Regions from separate parts of the Mus musculus genome. Here region 1 is linked to region 2. The links are chromatin contacts, called in public promoter capture Hi-C maps. All regions are on one chromosome and are shown on one strand. The core of a region is the stretch at or near the end of the contact, and the rest is flanking DNA. Distances in the headings are between cores, read along the strand shown.

What was found. Capture Hi-C pulls out chosen DNA fragments and counts their contacts.
Region 1: a contact with region 2 is called in a promoter capture Hi-C map of pancreatic islet. The contact joins two enhancer-like sites. A contact is called at or near these places in 15 of 39 promoter capture datasets (the 3T3-L1 cell line, 3T3-L1-derived adipocytes, cranial neural crest and 8 more), 3 of 484 Hi-C or Micro-C datasets (bone marrow-derived macrophages and embryonic fibroblasts), 7 of 115 datasets of contacts at active chromatin or transcription factors (differentiating embryonic stem cells, embryonic basal ganglia, embryonic stem cells and 3 more) and 3 of 9 other capture datasets (embryonic stem cells, liver and pancreatic islet).

Annotation. Positions count from the first base shown.
Region 1 is chr8:114,367,998-114,370,940 of GRCm38.p6, forward strand. Vat1l (vesicle amine transport protein 1 like) reads left to right here. Exons shown (of 9, transcript NM_173016.3): 8 at 1,855-1,938. Among named protein-coding and RNA genes, the nearest start is that of 4933408N05Rik, 18 kb to the left of the region's middle. Within about 2 kb of position 1,499, at least 9 of the 459 cell types and tissues checked have an H3K27ac peak or open chromatin away from gene starts, as enhancers often do. A contact at or near this core is called in pancreatic islet, where this site is marked.
Region 2 is chr8:114,114,814-114,117,792 of GRCm38.p6, forward strand. No RefSeq gene overlaps it. Among named protein-coding and RNA genes, the nearest start is that of Nudt7, 17 kb to the right of the region's middle. Within about 2 kb of position 1,503, at least 30 of the 459 cell types and tissues checked have an H3K27ac peak or open chromatin away from gene starts, as enhancers often do. A contact at or near this core is called in pancreatic islet, where this site is marked.

The sequences.
Region 1 (2,943 bases), core at 249-2,748, 250 kb after region 2:
AGTGCTCTTCACCACTGAGCCATCTCTCCAGGCCCTGAATGTGAAGACTTTGATTTGCTTTCGTGATTTGCTAGACAGTCGAAGAGCACAGTATCATGTGGTACTTGGTGGAACAAATAATCTAGGAAAAAAAAAAGTCTATGGGGAAATGTGTGTAGGTTCTATGTAGGTTCTATGTTGGAGTCCGTGGAGAGCTTCAGAATCAGCCTCCACAGATGGTCAGGGGTGACCAATGGTACCAGGTTTTATGACCAAGTGTGAAAATACTTCAGAAGTCATCATGTAAATGGAAGGACTCAACTGGTTTGTTTATCGGGGTCAATAATAATAATAATAATTCACAATTACCTGACATTCTCAGTCTAAAAAACAGGTTGTTCCTCATCGCATAGAGACCAAAAAAACTGCATTGGAAAGACCCATGGAATTTATATTAAGTGTTGATTTGACAGCACATGACTGCATAATATTATTTGGATGGTAGAGTCAAAATGCCCTCCTTTTCTCCGCCTGACTTTCAAGGCACACCTGCAAGCCTTCCTTCCCAGCTGTTTTACAATACCTACATTTTTATAGAGATGTAAATAAAAGTACTTCTTTCGGTTTTCTCATTTAGCAAGATTACAAAAGCATTCGATCCTGCCGTGTCTACTTTATAATTAGTGGCATATATCTTTCTTTTCCTTAACAGCTCTGCAACATCCCCACTTGGTAGATGAATGTAAAAAGCCATTGTTTATTTACCCATCCCTTTACTTCGACACATAAGCTGTTTCAGTGTTTTGCCACTAAAAGCAACGAAGTCATTATCTTTTATGTTTTTCTCCCATAAATGGAATTGTGTCTCTAAAGTCCCAGAAAAGCAATTTGAACACAAACATTTTAATGGTTCTGTGAGTTTGGATTCAAATGAATAGCAAGAAGCCTTTGATTTTCAAATAAGCAAACATTTCTCCATCAGCCACAGGCTGAGTTCCCTATGCGCAGTTAACGATGTCTGACTTTTTTTTTTTTAATGTCAGAGCATCTAACCTTGAAGCTGAAGGAACAAGAGTATTAAAATTGTGAGACTTTACAAAAATATTTAGACTCAACCTATTTTAAGTTTTTATAAATTGACTTTTGTGAGGCAAGAGATGTTGCATCCCGTTTAGATTTCACTTGAGACATACATGGAGGGCAGGCAAGGTTCAGTGTCTTCTCTATTAATCCCCACAGCGCCCCCTGCAGTTCATGTTCTGCACAGCAGCAAAAAGAAAGGCTCAGAACAAATGGACTTTCCTTTCGCAGGTGATCACTGTCCCCCATCCTTGTCCCCATCCGGTCCCGCAGTGACATTCGTGAGTCTGATAAGCGCCTGGACGTGGGAAAGGAAACCATAGGTCCTTGTTTCTAGGGAAGATGCTCCTCTAACGAGAGTGCCGCTAGGTAGAAGCAGTTTTACCCCAGCAACTAGAAAGCTAAGGGATTTCGCAAATGCGGGTTTTGCCCTGGTAACTAGCTTATTTAGCCAAAAATTATGAAGCAGAGTTACGTAACACTTAAGTAGGCAGGTCTCAAACCCTCACAAATACTCTCATTGTTTAACATTCTGCCAGACCATTCTGACTTATAAAATATATATTTATCCTTTCGTTGTGAAAACTACAACCCTTATTTTTCAGACCCAGAAGACTTACAGGACAGGTCAGCATGTGTGACTGACAGGAGTCGATTGAATAGATTTGCGCCACAAAAAGTTGCTGGCTGAACCACTATTTGAGCTGTAGCGCCCTCTGGTGGAAGGCGGGTGGATTGCCTTCTTCGGGCACATTTTCCTGATTTCACTCATGTCTCTCATGTCTTGTGCCCCAGGTAAAAGAGGCCATGCAGCGCATCCACGACCGAGGGAACATCGGGAAGTTAATTCTGGATGTGGAAAAGACGCCGACCCCGCTGGTAAGTGGAACGTAGAGGGAACTACCCAGCTCAACACCAAAGACAAACCGATGGATCGTCAGAAGTAGTCAGAGCTGGTGTCCGAGGAAATACAGGCAGTTTGCAAGCTCTCCCATGATGCCAGAATGAGGGATTAGCCACGGACTAATGAAAGTGGAGATGGAAAAATTAAAGTGTTTGAGAAAGACAGGAAAATTGCTGAGTGGGGACAGACAGAAAATGGATAGGAAAAAACCAAACATTTACAACTGTTATGTCTAGGCACCAATGCAAAGGCTTCCTAGCTAATCTTAATGCACATACATGGACCCAACAGATTGGTGCTCACTACCTTCAGGATTCTTCTGGTATTCCTCTTGAATTCACTTGCTTTCGTCGGGAGAAAATCCTAATATCCAAGCAACCCACAAGAATACAGCACATAAGATTTACCTGGTCCCAAACTAGCATCTTTGGGGGACAGATGGCATAGGATGTAGCCTTGAACCTCTGAGTGCTTGCATTCAAAGCTGGGTTCTCAGTCCCATTTGCAACCTGGGAAAGTTTAGCCCACCACCTTTGGTCCTATTTATAAGCAAGAGACTGACAGGTTCCTCTCAGTCAGTTAGAAAGGCAGGTGCTGAGTATGGCCCACCCCTCTAAGTTCTAGGTAGGCCAAACAAAGAAAGTATGGAGGTTTGTGCAGCAGTATCTGCCACTTTCAAGAAATAGAAGTGAAATAAGTAAAATGATCTATGGTTCTCAGCCCAAGTGTATGTTTTCAGAAACAGATTCTTGTCTTCTATAGCTTAGGTGTACCGCAATTTCACTCCACACAAGAGAGTTAAAGGAAGGGTCATTTGTGCCACTTACATTGCTGATAACAACATGAATATAGTTTTTAAAAATATGACATCACAGGACTATTGAAGTAGGGAATGATATTGTGGAATTAGGAAGGAAGAGCTAGGGTCCAAGGACTCCCACGCAAATACACTGTGGTCTACGTAAATATGTCTCTTTCAG
Region 2 (2,979 bases), core at 253-2,752:
GAATGCAATGCCTATAGTAACTGATAGGGACCCTTGCTGGCAGCCATAGGGAAAATGGCAACCTTCCACCAGAGGGAAGTGAATTCTTCCAGCACCTTCAAAAAGTATAAAAGAGGGCACCAAAGCTAGACATGGGTCATGGTAGCCACTGTTGCTCTGTTAGTTTTCTCTTTGCTGGGATGAAGTGCCTGACAGAAGCCAAATTATGGGAGCTTTCTTTGTCACACAATTAAAGGGGTACAGTCTATCACAGTAGGGAAGATAGCTAGGTCAAGGTGGCAGAAGCTTGCTGCAGGGTTTGTCACACCTCAAATGATCAGGAAGCTGGGAGCTTGGGCAGGAAGTGAACCAGAAAGCAATCCTCCATAGAGGCCCTTTCCCAGTATCACCTCCACCAGCCGGGCCTCCTCCCTCAAAGTTTCTACAACCTCCCTCCCACAGTGCCAACAGCTGTGGCCATGTCTGTGGGGGATTGTCTTAATTGATGATGATGTGGGAGGGCTCAGCCCATTGTGGGTGGCTTTATACATCACTAGGCAAAAGGACCTGGGCTGTAGAAAAAACTCTGAAACTCTGTGTTTCCAGGCAAACTTGGATTCTCTCTCTCTCTCTCTCTCTCTCTCTCTCTCTCTCTGTGTGTGTGTGTGTGTGTGTGTGTGTGTACGTGTACTTCTGCATTCAATAAAATCCAGTGGAGTACTGATACCTTGCTTTTCTTGCCTTCTTATTGTTTAAATCAAGAGAAAAGGGAATCTGTTCCTGCAACCCTAGAGGGCTAATAAATCTCTTGACCCAAAAGACAAACCGCCTCAGTTCTCCCGATTGAATACCAAACCAAAACTTTCCACCTCTAGGGAGTTACAGCTGCATCTCCAACGGAACCACTCAGGCCAGCTTCAGAACATGAGCAAGATGGGGGGTGGGGGGAAGAGAGGGACACAGAACAGAGGGCACGACGACAGGATGACCACACACCTTGGATGGACGCTGCAAGGGCAACCTATGAAGATGATATACCATGTTTGCAAACACCAAGCTGTCCAGTGCTCAGGTAACAACTCCTTCTGAAGAAGTTTCAGCCATGCAGCCCATGACAGATTATTAAAACAGTTCTTCTAAAATGACTTTTTAATTGCGCAATAATATCCTAGCCTCTCCGCCTCCTCAAGTTTTGGGGGAAATGTTTAGAAAGTGTCTGTGTGTCCTAAGAGAAAGACCAGTATAAAATTTTCAAATCACTAGCACTTGGGCTGGCAGGATGATCCCCCAGCCAAGCTGACAGTCACAAGAAACCTGCTTCTAATCTGCCGGGGTTTTCACAGCTGGGGACCTTTTATGCTTTTTCTCTGGGATGGAATGGAAATGAGCTCTGAGAGTCTTTTCTTTTCCCTTTCATGGCCCATTTATCATATCAAAGCCCATTTGTCTGCACACCAGCCTCACCAAATTAGGTAACCCGGGTTCAGGAGGAACAGCTGTTAGCAAGAGGAGTAATCACAAAGCTGATGCTTCATTGTAGCAGCTGCTGGGTAAACACTGTTTCCACAAATATGGCAACTAAGATGCAGGCAGCTAATGGAGAGATCACTGGGGATGCTTAGATTGCAATAGAAACCAAAGCCCTAAATTCTGTTATGGTCCCAGCCCCTTCCTCTCTCCACCTCTCCCTCCCTACCAGCAGCTACCTGCTTGCTTCCTGATGCTCCTTTGCAGCTCAACAGTTCTGGTTCTTTCCCTCAACCAATAGGATCCACTTGAGGTCTGCTTTCCTAAAATCTACCTGTCCTGGTTAGCCTCAATCCTATGTCCTGTTATAATGCATTTCCCTGCTTAAGTGCAAACTTAAATATTTATTTCTGTGAGAGAGGCAACAAAGGAACTCTAGGGTTAGAGCTCTGGGTCTAATGTCTTTGGCACTGTTCGTGCACCAACCTTTACCCCTCCCCCATTTGCTGAGCTGCCTTTTAGATAGACAACTTCAGTTATTGGTTGTACATCTTGGGCTTAACAGATTCTTTTCCAGTTTGGGGGGGGGGGAAGAAGAGGTACAGGTTTACAGATGACACGCTCTGGCCAGGATTTTGGAGCTAGCTAACAAGTAGCTGTGTGAAATAAAAACTCAGGTATAAATTGACAACTGGAAATGCATTTATTTATTTATTTATTTATTTATTTATTTATTTGGCTAAGGATCTATCCCAGGGTCTGGAGCATGCTAGATGATTTTCCATATATAAATATAACTTGGCACCAGATCCAACATTAAATGCATTCCATATATGATTTATCTATTCATTCCCCCCCACCACCACCACCACCACCAAAAAGCCCAACGAGTGAAGTCTAACCATCATCTCTATTTTCCAGACAAGGGAAATGCAGCTCAGACAGGTAGAACAGGTAGAATCTGCCCAGGGCCACCAAGCTAGAAACGGGGGGGGGGGGGGGACGACGACACACACTCCCCATATCTGAACACTATACTGTCCCTTATTGTGTGCCTTCATCCTGTATGTCACTGAATCATGGGACTGATCCATGGATTTTATTATGATCAGTCCCATGATCCAGTGACATACATAAGACTGGCTCTATCAGCAATCAGTCAAGAAAAGGGGAGGGATTTACAGTGCATTATTCTTTACTCTTTGTCCCAGGATCTGAAACCAATAGTAGGTTTCAGACCATCAGTTTCAGAGCCTAGAACAAATATTGACCTCTGATAGATTTTGGACTACTGACCCTTGATAGATTCTGGGAAGAGGAGCAATCACTATCTTTAACTGTGTGCCTACTGCTGAGTCTACTCTGCTCCAGTTGATAGCTCCAAAGCCTTGGTCAGTCAAACAGATGATTGCAACATGGCTGATTGCAACATGTTACAAATGCAAAGAGATAGACATAAATATGTGAGAGAGATTGGAGAAGTGGACAAGAGGAATAGGGAGGTGGCTGTGAGATGGATCAATATGCATTGAT